5 separate regions of the Mus musculus genome follow, and all the other regions are linked to region 2. Evidence: chromatin contacts called from public Micro-C and promoter capture Hi-C data. All regions are on one chromosome and are shown on one strand. The core of a region is the stretch at or near the end of the contact, and the rest is flanking DNA. Distances in the headings are between cores, read along the strand shown.

The links. Promoter capture Hi-C pulls out the DNA fragments that hold promoters and counts their contacts. A called contact is a pair of places that touch in the nucleus more often than the background predicts.
Region 1: a contact with region 2 is called in a promoter capture Hi-C map of pre-B cells, with 4 times the contacts expected there. The contact joins the promoter of Rpn1 here to the promoter of 2610306M01Rik in region 2. A contact is called at or near these places in 2 of 39 promoter capture datasets (liver and pre-B cells), 1 of 484 Hi-C or Micro-C datasets (embryonic stem cells) and 1 of 9 other capture datasets (adipose tissue).
Region 3: a contact with region 2 is called in a Micro-C map of embryonic stem cells, with 7 times the contacts expected there. The contact joins the promoter of H1f10 here to the promoter of 2610306M01Rik in region 2. A contact is called at or near these places in 1 of 39 promoter capture datasets (neural stem cells), 1 of 484 Hi-C or Micro-C datasets (embryonic stem cells) and 1 of 115 datasets of contacts at active chromatin or transcription factors (pancreatic cancer cells).
Region 4: a contact with region 2 is called in a promoter capture Hi-C map of liver, with 2.6 times the contacts expected there. The contact joins the promoter of Hmces here to the promoter of 2610306M01Rik in region 2. A contact is called at or near these places in 3 of 39 promoter capture datasets (liver, neutrophils and pre-B cells) and 1 of 115 datasets of contacts at active chromatin or transcription factors (microglia).
Region 5: a promoter capture Hi-C map of liver shows a contact between it and region 2, with 4 times the contacts expected there. The contact joins the promoter of Sec61a1 here to the promoter of 2610306M01Rik in region 2. A contact is called at or near these places in 4 of 39 promoter capture datasets (liver, neutrophils and pre-B cells), 1 of 484 Hi-C or Micro-C datasets (B cells) and 1 of 115 datasets of contacts at active chromatin or transcription factors (thymic regulatory T cells).

Annotation. Positions count from the first base shown.
Region 1 is chr6:88,083,179-88,085,878 of GRCm38.p6, forward strand. It overlaps Rpn1 (ribophorin I), which reads left to right and starts at 1,295. Exons shown (of 10, transcript NM_133933.4): 1 at 1,295-1,616. The coding sequence starts at 1,353.
Region 2 is chr6:86,848,014-86,850,713 of GRCm38.p6, forward strand. It overlaps 2610306M01Rik (RIKEN cDNA 2610306M01 gene), which reads right to left and starts at 1,427. Exons shown (of 1, transcript NR_028298.1): 1 at 394-1,427. It overlaps Aak1 (AP2 associated kinase 1), which reads left to right and starts at 1,492. Exons shown (of 16, transcript NM_001378654.1): 1 at 1,492-2,202. The coding sequence starts at 2,040.
Region 3 is chr6:87,980,183-87,982,882 of GRCm38.p6, forward strand. It overlaps H1f10 (H1.10 linker histone), which reads right to left and starts at 1,300. Exons shown (of 1, transcript NM_198622.1): 1 at 239-1,300. The coding sequence starts at 1,174. The coding sequence ends at 608. It overlaps Gm5577 (predicted gene 5577), which reads left to right and starts at 1,501. Exons shown (of 2, transcript NR_026990.1): 1 at 1,501-1,702.
Region 4 is chr6:87,912,703-87,915,402 of GRCm38.p6, forward strand. Hmces (5-hydroxymethylcytosine (hmC) binding, ES cell specific) reads left to right here and starts at 1,274. Exons shown (of 7, transcript NM_173737.2): 1 at 1,274-1,309; 2 at 1,789-1,993. The coding sequence starts at 1,811. Copg1 (coatomer protein complex, subunit gamma 1) reads left to right here. Exons shown (of 24, transcript NM_017477.2): 24 at 1-893.
Region 5 is chr6:88,517,364-88,520,063 of GRCm38.p6, forward strand. Sec61a1 (Sec61 alpha 1 subunit (S. cerevisiae)) reads right to left here and starts at 1,437. Exons shown (of 12, transcript NM_016906.4): 1 at 1,323-1,437; 2 at 1,008-1,075. The coding sequence starts at 1,329.

The DNA of each region.
Region 1 (2,700 bases), core at 45-2,544, 1.2 Mb after region 2:
GTGCAAACAGTAAGTAGTTTTGTTTTCTGGGCCATATAGTCTGGTTTGCAACTACACTACTGTTACTGTTGTACTGTGAAAGCAATCATAAGCTACGGACAAATGAACGTAGCTATGTTCCAATAAAACTTTATAGACACAGATAGATTGTTGGCCTGCAGGTGCTAATTTCCTGACTTCTGCTTTGTAGGGAGGAGCATGGCCAGCCCTCCATTCTCTCTTCTCATTGGCTGGTATCAATGTTTGAATATTTCCATCTCCTCCCAAAATTTACCTTCGAATTACATCCTTCAAGCAACAACATTGGGACGCATTCTCATTTGGGGAGTGGAGACTGTACACAACCATTGTGCAGGGGGCTTGGAGATTTTATAGGGTTGAAAAAAGGGAACTTTAGGGGAGCAAAGTTTTATCTGTAGATTTTTTCATATATATATATATACATATATACATACATATATATATGTATATATGTATATATATATATATATATATATATATATATATATATGGTTTCAAGGCCCAAAAAATGCCATTGGATGTTTTCGTCACTAAGCTGGCTTTCTTGTCAGGTGTATCAGTACACTGACTACAGTTTCTCTGCTCACTTGAAGTTCATTGTTTTTGGTCATTAATTCTTCAGTGTGACTTTGGGAGATGATAGCACTAGAGGAATCCATCTGCAAGATGCCTTTGTAAAAGGGCTTGCCTCAGAGAGACCCTTTCCTGCCTTTCTGTCATATGACGATATGCAATGCCTTCCTTAGAAGGCATGCAATGTCAAAGTGCCACCTTGGTAGTAAATAGCAGCCCTCACCAGACAGCTAGTCCTGCCAGTGACTTCGCCTTGGACTCCTACAACTGTGATAAATGTCAACAGGTATCTGAGGTTAATATCATCAACCTTGGTTAGTTGCTTAAGGTTTCTGCCATCACTCACATTAATGGTTGAACTAAATATTAGAGGAGAGACTTGAGTTTCTGGAAATTTCCCATTTTCCTTTAAACTTTTGCCCACTTAGCATTCGTATCACTATAGAGAAGGCAAAGTTAGTTCCTTAGACTAAGCTATAGTATACTGTTTTTGAGCTGAGAGGCCAGAGTTATTTTGCATAAGCATGAAGGAAACAGACAGGATATAAGGAAATCAGGGGTGAATACGGCTATTAAGCGCCCCAAGAAGTACGCCTGCACTTTAAGATTTTCAATCAGGCGCCCCACGATCGCCCGGTTGCCCTGGAGACGGGGTCCTTTCTGACCGGGCCCAGCCATCTTGTGGTGCTGTTGGCCAATCAGCGGTTGCGCCGTGGCGGGGGGGCGGGGCGCGTGTCGGTGGCGCTCAGCTCGCGGTCATGGAGTCGCCGGTCGCCTTGCTGTTGCTGCTGCTGCTATGTCTCGGGGCCTTGGCCCCGACGCCCGGCAGCGCCTCCTCGGAGGCTCCGCCGCTGGTCAACGAGGACGTGAAGCGCACGGTGGACCTGAGCAGCCACCTAGCCAAGGTGACGGCTGAGGTGGTCCTGGTACACCCGGGCGGCGGCTCCACATCACGAGCCAGCTCTTTCGTTCTGGCCCTGGAGCCAGAACTGGAGTCGCGGCTTGCGCACCTAGGCGTGCAGGTGAGCGGAGGGAGGAGCCGGCGAACCTCACGCGGGATGCCTGAGGCGATCGGGGATCCCTGGGGAGGGGCGGGGAGGTTGAGGGCGTTAGGGATCCTCCAGGTGTCTGGTTGTCTGAAAGGCAGGTGTTGGAGGGGGACAGCGGAGAGGTTGGGGTCCGCCGTCTCTCTTGTCCGCGTGTCCTCTCGGACACGTCAGCACAAGCTTCCGAGCGTGGGGCACCGCCCACGTGGCTGCTCTGGAGCCCAAGGCGACCCCTTGGTCCCCTGGCGACCTCCTTCCGCACCCCAAGAGGATCTTGGCTGTGGCCGGGTGCGGTACTTCGGGTACCCAGCTTCTTTTCTGTCCCCTGGACTTGCTCGTCTAGTGGAGGACTATCAGTGAGTTAAGACAATTTATTTCCTGAATGCAATTGACTGGTGTAGTCTGTTCTCTCCAGACAGCAGCGTTCAGAAATACAGCAGGTTTCTGGTATTAAAGTTTGTCATTCCTCGCACCCGGTTAATGTAACACTCCTCTGAAAGCTGCTGCTTAACGCTTTCTTAATGTTCAGACTAATTGAAGAGTCAGCCCCTTATGCTGTACAGAAAGGTGAAGCCCAGGTCTGTTCCTCCCCACCGTCTCTCATTGGAACACTTCAGCATTTAGCCTTCTGTACTTTTCATTGAATACACTTTTATACCTTTCAAGGAAAGAAATCGCTGGCTTTGGGAATAGAGGGAATATCCACACAGGTTAATTTTTATTACTGTTCTCATTAACTATATTCATTAAGTGATTACCCAATTTACTAGGAGACTAAGCACACCACATTCTTTTTAACTGTATGGAGCTATAAAGCTGGACTTATAATAGTCACTGAAGTGACTCCTGTCCCCTTTACATTGAAGCCTTGTTCATGCTCAGCATGGCTTTCCTCAAATATTTCTGGAAAGACATTCATGACTTCATTGGATGCTCAGTCCTGTTTTGTGAAAATCAGTCATGACTTAATGAAGTCATAGTATAATCAGATCACAGCAGAGGCTTACCACCCTGCTGCTGTCCTGGTGGGAATTGCATACAAGTTGGGTCCCTCTACATG
Region 2 (2,700 bases), core at 177-2,676:
GAGTTATATGACTATGGTACCACATGAAATAAGAAACCGCAATAGCCACCGCCAGCACAGCCGGACTCAATATTCAGATTAACCAAGAGCCATCTTTTTTTGTTCTATTTTTCAAGACAGGGTTTCTCTGCATAGCCCTGGCTGCCCTGGAACTCATTCTGTAACCCAGGTTGTCCTCGAAATCAGAAATCTGCCTGCTTCTGCCTCCCAAGTGCTGGGATTAAAGACGTGAGCCACCACTGCCCAGCAAGACCCATCTTTTTTTATTTCCTGGGGGCCCCCTTCTAGATCTTCCTCAAGTGCCTGAAGTAGAAATTCTGGGATGAACTGCAAGAGGGTAGTTGCATCTTTAAGAAGTGTGGGGAGCTGGTGGAAAAATAACCTATACTCAAAAAAGAGAAAAAACCATGTATTTCTTGGGGGAGAGGGCAGGGGAGGCAGGGATTTGGCACGACAACAACATCTTCTGTGAAGCAATCTAGGAGGAGAGATCTCAATTCCTTTCCAAATCCTTAGCATTTGACAGGTGCCAATCACACAGCCCTGTACTCTATCCGCACCCAAGCGATCCTTAGTAAACACAGCATCTTCTTGCGAAAGATTCTGAAGAGAAAGCAGTAGGTGTGTCTAAAGTTCCCTTTAAAGGCGTGAATATATCTGGTAAGGACCAGGCAAATCTGGGTCGGCAGAGGGCCATGGTTTGGGGTGGAGCCCAAGGATGGATGTAGCCTGGTCCCTAGATGCTCCGTGTACTGGATCTCCCGCAGTTCCTTCTTCGACCCTCAGGCTTCTCAGTTCTCATCGTGGTCGGGGACCGGAAGACACCTGCTTTGTTTCCTTCAGCACCGAGATTCCGCTCGGCTCCCTGCTGGCATCATACCCACTTCTCCCCAGCCCCCAAGCCTTCAGTACCTCCGCTCCCATGACGTCGGGGAACTCCCAAACCCAACTGGGGCGAGGCAGCTAAACCGCGTCCTTCAGGTGTCAGTCCGGACTCCTGTGAAACCACAATTCCCAGAGTGCCTCTGTCCATGAGGCCAAGCCATAGATAAAATGGCTACAGAGAGTGGGACGTGCAGCTGGAAAACTAGTCTCTGGTGACTTTAGCAGATGTACTTAAATACCCGAAGCCTCACTTCTGCACCACTCCACTATCATCTCCAGTCCCTGGAGACGGCGTCCGAAGGTGCGCTCGCTCCCGGGGCATCTTGGGAATTGTAGTCCAGATGCCAGATTACCCCGAACTACTCTTCCCAGGGTGCTCAGCGGCAGGACTACGGCAACGCTCTCTTCCAAGTGTCTCTGTCCCGAGTTCCACTGCTCTGGTTCCCTTCTTGCCATCGGTTTCTTTCGCTCTGTAGCTATAGCTGGTGCACCTGAGACGGCCCCTGAGAAGGGGCTGTGCGGCCCTGAGAAGCACTTCCGGTGGCAGGTCACTTCCGGGTGGGTGGTCGGAGCCGACGGGCGCGCGCGCGGGGGAGGGGCGGCCTCAGCGCGGCGCTCGGGGATCAGCTGGCGGGCGGGCGGGCGCCGAAGCGGCCCCGGCTCTGCGGCAGCGCCGCCTCCTTCGTGTCGCAGGCCGGCGGCCGTGGCCATGTCGCGGGGCTGGTAGCTGGGCTCGCCGCCGAGCGGCCGCTAGTGGGTGTCCGGGGCCCGGGGCGGGGGTCCGGGCAGGGGTCCGGTGCGTTTCCAGGGCTTTCCCGAAGAAAATGCACGCAGCGTTTCCTCTGGATGACGGCCTGTGCTTTCCCTAGGACCCGGCAGTTAGGCTCTGGAGTGTGTTACTGATTCATCCTCTCTCTGCCTCTGTCATCGCAGGTTTAAACTTAAACGATCGCTCCCCGAGGAGGAGGGGACCCGCCGCGCGATTGACAGTCTATTCCTGCAGGCGCCGTCCCTCAGCCCCCACCCCACGGCCGGATTCCCGGGGCTCTGCTCAGGGCTGAAACCGGAGAAGAAATCCTTAGATCTCTTTTCTTTACAACAAATACGAACCTAGAAACCATCGGCATTTTGCCTTGGCATTTCATATTGGAAAGATGAAGAAGTTTTTCGACTCCAGGCGGGAGCAGGGGAGCTCTGGCCTGGGTTCAGGCTCCAGCGGAGGAGGGGGCAGCAGCTCAGGCCTGGGCAGTGGTTACATCGGAAGGGTCTTCGGCATCGGGAGGCAGCAGGTCACCGTGGACGAGGTGTTGGCGGAAGGTATGTTGGGAAGCCAGTGCGCGGTGAATTAATCTCGTGTGCTGATGTGGCAAGACTCTGGTTTCTAGTTGTATGAATGGGTTTTGACCAACTGACCCTCCCTTCCCCCTCTGCACTTTCCTTGCGAGTCATTGTCCTTGAGAGAATTAAAACTCAGACTGGGAATTGACAGGGCTTGGGGGGGCAGTATTGCCCAAATAGTTTACCTCAGTGGCCTTTCATTTGGGTGGGTGGGGGGAGCGCGTGGAGAAATCTCTTCCTTTGACCGAATTATTCGGATCCTATGTGTGAAGTATAAGTGAAATGCAGGGTGGTGGTCTTGCCATTTCCCTGAAACTTTAAATTCTGATGCGGAGGCTGAAGGGTGGGGATGGGGAGAGATCTTAAAGGAGAGGGGGGCTTCTCCCACCTAACTTTCCTATTTCTTTAAGTAGGTAGCCAAAGAGGATTTCTCTGGGGACAGGAATGCATTTTTTGGTGTTTTGGTTAGGTTTGTTT
Region 3 (2,700 bases), core at 50-2,549, 1.1 Mb after region 2:
AGATCCTGAGGTTTAATTTCCAACATGTAGAAATCTTTTATCTTTTATATGCTGGACACTGCAGCAACCCAAGACTGGGAACCCACTTTTACAAGAGTTCTCCACTGGGCAGCTGTCTCTGGGCACATCTGTCCCACCTCTGGCAGCGCCTGCTAGTTGTCTAGCTGGTCTTAATGACCCTCGACTCCCCCGCAGGAACCCCAAGCAGCCTCCAGCGCCCACAAGACAACGACAATGGTCAAGGTTGGAACCGTTTATTGCGCCCCAGGAAGGCAGCGGGCGGAGCAAGGCGCCACACAACCCAAGCGCCTGGTGGCCATCAGCGGGCACAGTAGGCAGGCGCCACCAGGCCATTGGCGCCGCCGGGCCGGTAACCATGGCGACGGCCGTTGCCAAGGGTGAGAGCCAATGGGGGCGTCGCCAGGGCCGTTTCAAAAACCTAAAGCAAACAGAACGCAGCATCGCTGGGGGAGGGGCGGGGGAGGGGACAGGGATCAGGGACCTGGGCCAGGCGGAACCCTACGGAACCGGTACACCGAGGGTGGGGGGGGCGGATAGGGATAGAGACAGATGGAAAACTCGACGATGTCGCCAGACCGTAGGGGCGTCACTTGCGGCCCTTGGGCACCTTGGGCACGCTGGGTTTGGCCGCCTTCTTCACTTTCTTCGCGCTGGCAGCAGCCGCCGCCTTCTTGCTCTTGTGCGCGCGCCGCTCCGGCTGCGGCCTGGCGGGCGTTCTGTCCGCCGCCGCCGTGCGCGCCTTGGGCGCGGGGCTGCTGGCCGCCGAAGCTCCGCGCCGCTCCGCGCCGCCCTCCAGCTTCTTGCGGTTCAGCTTGAAGGATCCGTTGGCGCCGGTGCCCTTCACCTGCAGTAGCGTATCGTTCTGCACCAGCGCCCGGATAGAGTACTTGAGGTAGGTGCGCCCGTTCTGCTGGTCGAACCATGCCACCTTCCTGGCCTCAGCGTAGATGCGCGCCAGAGACGAGCCGCCGCGCTCCCCCAGCTTGCGGATGGTCTCCACCACCAGCTGGCTGTACTTGCCTGGCTGGTTCTTCTTGCGGTTCTTCCTTCTCTTGGGCTGCGTGGGCGCCGCAGAGCCGCCGGCCTTGGCCGTCTTGCGGGCCGTCCCGTCGGCGCTCGTTGGCGGCAGGGCCTCCTCAAGCTCCACCGACATGGTGGCCAGCGGGTTGGCGGCAGGCGGCGCGCGGTAGCCGGGGGGCCGCGCCGGGAAGAGGAAGGCGAGGGGCCGCGGCGGCGCCGGGGGACTGGGGGCGCGCGGCGGCTCCAGGCGGGAGCGGCCGCGGCCGGGCCTGGGACCAGGCGGCAGGGCTGAGGTGCGGGCGGGGGCCGGGCCGGCCGCGGCGGGGCTGGGGGGGTGGGATGCGGAGAGGAGCCTGCGGGGAGCGCGGCAGCACTGCGCGGGCTCCGGAGCTCTGGGCGTGCGCGCTACGCTCTGGCGGAGAGCGCGCCCCGCTCCGCTTTTATTTCCCCGTGGCGGACCACGTTGAGAACAACAACAGCCTGGGCCCAGTCCAGCGCCAACTTGTGCTTCTTGGAGCGCCTTCCGCGGCCACTGGCTCCTCCGCCCGCGGCTCCCGGGCGCGGCTGCACCCTCAGCAGTGTGCCCTGGACAGCATCCGAGCCCGCTGCGCTGCGCAGAGGCGGCCTGCGCCTAGGACGGGCTCAGCGGAGCGGCTCAGAGGTGTGTACCCCAGGCTATAGGAGCATGGAGGAGGGGGGCGCTCGATTTGCAAAGGATTAGCACGGGCCCCGGGCGAGACCCCAAGACCGAGAACTTTGCAGGCGGCAGACAAGAGTGCTCCTCAGGCACCTGAGTTGGTTCTGGGCCCAGGGGACCACAGCCCTGCCCGCAGGAAGGGCATTAATTTGTCCCAACTAACACAGGGTACGCCCTCACGCGGCCGACAGGAGCAAGGCAAAGCCCGAGAGCGTGCTGGGGCGGGGGTCTTCTCAGAATCCTAAGGGGAACCAACAGAAGGGAATTGCCCTGAGGTTGCACGCCTGGCATCTCAAAGATGAGTCAGTGCAGGCACGACCACAAGGGCCTCTCCCTAGACACTTCCTCACCACTCTCTGGCCCCAAGTACCCCATTTTGTGATGCTTAAGTAGCCGTCCCTGGACCCCTCAGAATTAGATGGGGGCTCCAGGATGGAAAAGTGTAAGGTTACCCTTAAGGCATTTCCCTTAGAGGGTGTGGCAGGGGATTTGGCTTTTGAGGATCCTGCCGGCTTTGGGGGATCGAATACTGCATCACTTGGTGCGGGAGGACTTGAAGGAGGTGGTGGTACAGAGAAGGACCTGAAAGCCTGGGAAGTAGTCCAACGGTGGAGAGAGGGCTGTGCAGGCAATGGCCAGCCTGCGGAGGACATAGTAGACACCACTAAAGCGTCCAGGCCAGCTTTGTTCCAATAGGTAAGCAGTTCCCTGGCCTCTTGGGTGAAAAGAGGGAGTGACTGCCTGTAGATCAAGAAGGCCCAGATTCTCAGCCTTTCAAACTCAGTACTCGTGGGTGTGCCAGCCTCCCCGCACCCCACGACCTCATCCCCATCAAAGGAAGGATCGTCAGGAAGTGGCCAGGGTTTAGCAGAGCCCAGAGCCCAAGTCATCCTCTTGTGACTCGTTCTCAGGAGGAGGGCCAAGGGGCCTGTGAGTTTTGAGGGACAGCGGGCTATAGGGTG
Region 4 (2,700 bases), core at 24-2,523, 1.1 Mb after region 2:
GGGGTTAAAGGCTAGCCGAATGACAACAGCTAGCAGGTCTGGTAAGCCACTCATCTACAGGCATCTGTAGATGGATGGGTGTCCAAAGGTCCTTAGAGGGTGTCATGATCTGCTCTGGGTCTATGAGTGGGAAAAACAGTATCTGCATTCCTTTTGGGCTGGAGTAAGAAATCCTAGGGGATGCTTCAGGGCTTGGGCTTTAAACTCAAATCAGGTGGTTTAAACTGTTGGAAACACTTGAAGAACTGGACCTCCTGTGAGGCTACTCAGATGGCTCAGCAGGTAAAGGTACCTATCAGGACGGACTACCCACTTGGTAGAAGGAGAGGACCATTTTGCAATAGTTGCCGCCTAACCTCATGCACACCTGTATACTGTATGCACATGCACATGTACACATTAGAACAGAGGCCTGCACCTTTAAGCCGAATCCCATAACATGAAGACATCAGGCTACACTTGAGCATCGTTAAGCTGTTTTAGCTATGGCCTATTTCATGACTGGTCCTGGCTCCACCATGTACTTGGTCAGGCATGCAGTGGTGAACTAAGTAACGTGGTGTGAAACTTCCTAACAGGTTATAAAGAGATTTCTCATTTGGGGGGTTTTCTCAAGTAGGTGACCTGAAGGCTGCTCCCTAAAGACATCCCTCTGTCCCCCACCTTCCATCCCTCTCCTGGGGACTGAGCAGTTGCTCTTGCCTGGCCTCTCTGCCTCATTCCATCCCTTTATGAAGGCCTCTCCAGGCTTTAAAGGAAAGCCTGACCTTCAAGGCCACATCCTGCTTAGCCCTTCCTGACTGTATTCTTCCTGCCTAATACCCTCCCCTTCTACTCCCAGGCCTGGTCATAGCCTGGAAGCCATTCCATTCAAATAAACTTCATTAAAGAAATTGGTGTCAGCCTCCTTTTGTGAAGATTACAGCTTACTCTAGTTTTATTTAAAGGCTTGCACACACCCCACACACAAATGTTAAAAAGGAAACCAGGTGGGGCTTCCTGACCCTTAGGGGTTTGTGGGAATAGCTAGAGAGTCTCAATTCGGATGGCCTTACACATTGAGGGTGGGCAGCACAGGTTTTCTGGCTTCAGATTCCGGCCTGGGAAGGGGGACCCTGAGGCCTCCTGGGGTGCCTGTCTCAGGTCAGTGCATTTTGTCTTGCTTCACCTAGCCACACCCCCACCTGTGGGGAGGGAACCCCGACGGCGCGACGTCACGTCGGGGGCGGGGCGGGGTTACCGAGGAGCGGGACGGGCGTCTCTTAGGCGGACGCTAGCTGCGAGGAAGGGTGGACTAGACCCTCGGGCGGTGAGAGGACGCGGGCGCGTGGGGAGGGCCTCGTTGAGGGGATGAGGACGGACGGGCGGGCGGGAGGAGGGCCGCGCTGAGGAGAAGCTAGCGGGCGGAAGAGAGGACCCGGCGGAGGGGACGCCGGCGGGCGGGCAGGCGAGGACCGCCCACGTTCCGAGCTGGAGCCTTGGCGCCGACAAGGCCCCGCCCGGGACCTGAGCGTGTCCCCGCGGGGCGGTAGTGCGGTGGCCGCGGCCCGCGAGTGTCGCTGGCGTCAAAGCCGAGCGCTCTCACCTTTCCCTGCTGCGTCCGTGGGAAACAACCTGGGAGGAGCGGCTTTCTTTCTCGCCCGCCACCCGAGGGCCTGCTTGGGGACTGTGGGCCCCGCAGTGGCCGGGACTGGCTGACCTAACGGAGCCTCCGCGGAAGATGTGGCTTCGCGGGGAGATTGGCGTGACCTAGGGAGGAGAACCTTAGGGTTTTGTGACTTTCTCTAGGTCTGAGCGGCAGCGCTGAAGTATGTGCGGGCGAACGTCCTGTCACTTGCCCAGAGAGGTTCTCACCAGGGCCTGCGCCTATCAGGATCGGCAGGGCCGGCGGCGGCTCCCGCAGTGGAGGGACCCCGACAAGTACTGCCCCTCCTACAACAAGAGCCCGCAGTCCAGCAGCCCCGTGCTGCTCTCCAGACTGCACTTTGAGAAGGTAAGGAGTGTGTCAGCACCATCGGAGCTTCTGGGCCAGCATCGCCGTGGCCATCTGACTCGTGACCCATGTGCCGCCATCTGCCCAGCCTCCGGAATGACCCGAAAAGCAGCCTTTACAGATACATTAAGGCCCTAATCCCTCTGGGTCTCTGCAAGAAATAAGTCAGCATTCTTCAGGGTCAGTTAAACTGTTTGAATGTATGCCCAAATTATGTGAACCTCATATCTGAATACATTTAAGAATTCTTTTGAGACAGAGTCTTAACTATGAATGTAGCCCTGGCGGTCCTGGAACTCCCTATAGAGGCCCAGCTGACCTCAGATTTTCAGCAAATCTGCCTGTCTCCAGAATCCTGTATTACAGGTGTGTACACTCTGACACGCTTGACTCTCTCTCTCTCTCTCTCTCTTTTTTTTTTTAAGATCGCATTTTTCAAGTATTACTGATTTATCAGCGTCATCTGTCCTTATATTAAAAACAAAAAAGCAAAAACCCAAGTGTGGTGTCACACACCTTTCATCCCAGCACTTAGGAGGCCGGAGGAAGGCAGATCTCTGAGTTGGAGGCTAGTCAAGGCTGCATAGTAAAACTGTGTCTCAAAAAACTGATTTGTGGAGCTTACAGAGCTTGCAGCCTGGCTCAGTGGGTGAGAACACTTGCTGCCTGTTAGGAGAGAACCAGCTCTTGCAAGCTGCCTTCTGATT
Region 5 (2,700 bases), core at 187-2,686, 1.7 Mb after region 2:
CACAGGTCTATGAAGAAAGAATGTAAAGCGTGGGACTTGGGTTTCTTGGCCCTCGAGCCAGAATCTCTGCACTGAGGTGGAACAGATAAAGTTCTGAACATCATCCTGGCAAAGGCAGCAAGGGTACTGCAAGGCATTTGCATAGAACTATGGAAAGTAAAAACTAAATTAGAAGCACAAAGTATCCATGTGAATGCCAACTACAAATGCCAGATGTGAATATATGACAGTCTGAAAAAAAAAAAAAAACCCAAAATACCAAAAAAAACAAAACAAAACAAAAAAAACCCCAAAACCAAAACCAAAAAAAACACCAAAAACCAAACCAGGAACACAAAGTAGATTTACTGTTTTCTGAGCCCATGGGCCTGGACTTTCCTTCACCGGGCACTCTCACACTAGGAACATTTATTCTTGGGCCGAAGCTGCCTGCCACAGAAATTCTGATTAAGATTCACATTAAGCATTAAGGTGCTACAGTTCTCTCCTTCCTTGTTTTAGAGCACCTGCTGTCAATGGCAGCAGACTTCACTAGTGCATGTAAACTCGATGCTGGGGCAGCATACATTCAAATAAAAACCACAAACACGTTCATATCGATTACACGACTCGATTTTTCCTTTGGAAACCAGATACCGAAGTCACCTCCCACACGAAACAAACACCCCATCATCTGCTCCTGCTGGAGGTGAAGAACGGAGGGTAACTCAATCTGGGATCCTAACTGAGGTCTTAATCAATCACTGCTCAGACCCACTTTCGGACTAGGCAAACCTGAGGCTTTGTTAACCACTATCCACTAAAGATGCTCCTAACGAGACAAGGTGTTGGGAGAATTCCCACACAACCGGGTCACCTTTCAACGGCTCCCGTGAGTATCCCAGCACACACAGCTACACTCCAGAGGGGCAGTTTTCACTCGGTGTGCTGAGGCCATTTTTAATTGTACTGTAAACTCCCAGCGCCCAATTTTGCAAGTCTTCTTTGACCACCATCTGGGGACTTACCTTTCTCTCTGGCTTCTGAATTTCCGGCAAGATGACACAGAATGGCTTGATGACTTCCAGAAATTTGACTTTGATGGAAGAAACAGAAAGAGAAGGAGTTAGGTACGGAGTAACTTGAGGGCACCTGAGGGAGCCCGGCACGATGAGAGCCGGGCGTGGGCGTGCGGGGACCCAGAAGGCTCGGTCTAGGGGCGCGGGAACGAGTCCCCCAGGCAGGCCGCGTTCCGCCAGGATCGGGAAGCACGGCGGGCGAGCGCCCAAACGGGGAAAGGCGACGCATCCTGGCTGCGCCGGGGTGGCCCCCAGGAAACTCACTCGCCATGGCGGCGGCTGATCCGACTACACGCCCGGCCCCGACTGCGCTCCACTTCGAGTGAGGAGGCGCTGCTAGCTCCGGAGCGCGCTTCCTCGACCGAGAGACACGTCAGTGATAGCCCGGCGGCGAGCGGCGCGGCGAGGCGGGGCCGGGGATGGGCCACCGGCCGCTTCCGCTTCCTGCCACGCGCGCCCGCCGCGCCGCCTGCGCCAAGACCACAACTCCCGGCATGCAGCAGGAGCAGAGAGGCTGTCGGGAAGACGACTGTCGGGCCACACCGGAACTGGGCGTGTGCAGCTGCGCAGACTCTCCCGGAAGTGAGGGCCAAATCAGCCCTTGTTACTAGTGGACGCTTCGTGGTGGTGTTGGCCCTACGAAGCAGGCGATTCGGCTTTCCGTGTCGGTGGCCCTCAGTACCAGTGATAGCATGTCGCGACCCAGTAGGCCTCAGCTGCTGCTCGTCACGCACGACAGAGCAGCAGTGTGCTGAATCCTACCCTGCATGGCTTACCCTACCCTACAATACCCTCCTGGGTGCTGTAGGCTGCCTCCAAGGATGTCTGAGCTCATGCATTTGAGGACGTTCGGCAAAGGCCGGGTCTGGCGGCTCTGGGTGGGCTTTGGCGCAGCGCATTCCAAGAAGGCCTTTGGAACTGGAGAGTTAGGAGAGATGAAGAAACCGAGCCAAGCCTTGCAGCCCCATATCTTCAGGGAAAAGAATACATCTGGGCTGGAGGAAAGGGTGTGCGAAGGGGACTGGGCAAGGTGGGGCAACATGAAACTTACTCTTTAGTGGGATCTCTGATCTCAGTGCTGTGTGCTGTCTGAAATCGACTTCTTGCTGTGCACCCTGAGTGCTGAGTTTCATGCAGCCAAGTCCTGACTTCAACGGAGAGGTTTGCTGTGGCCACGTCCTTAGAAACATTCTAGACAGCCAGCCCCATGTCATTGATAGGACATTTATATTTAATTTGGCATTAAGTTGCATGTGCGTACACAAATATAGATGGGTTTAGGGGAAAGCACTAAGTCAATATACTTAGCACAATGTGAGGTTTTTGTTTTCGATTCTTTAAGCTAGGTCTCTAGGTAGCCCTCGATACCACTATGTAGACTAGGCTGGCTTCAGATTCACAGAGATCCCACCTGACTGCTCTGAGTGCTGGGACTAGCCGTGCATGTGCCACCACAGCAGGCCACAATGTGAGGTTTTTGAAACAGAGGTGCAGTGTTTTTGCATGTACACATTTTAAAGATTTAATTATTAAATATTAGAGACAGATGCCTAAAGAGACAATAAAATCTAAATGAAGTTTTGATTAAGTATTTCTTTGAGATTTATTTTTATTGTTTCTGTGCTCACGTAAGTATGATAAC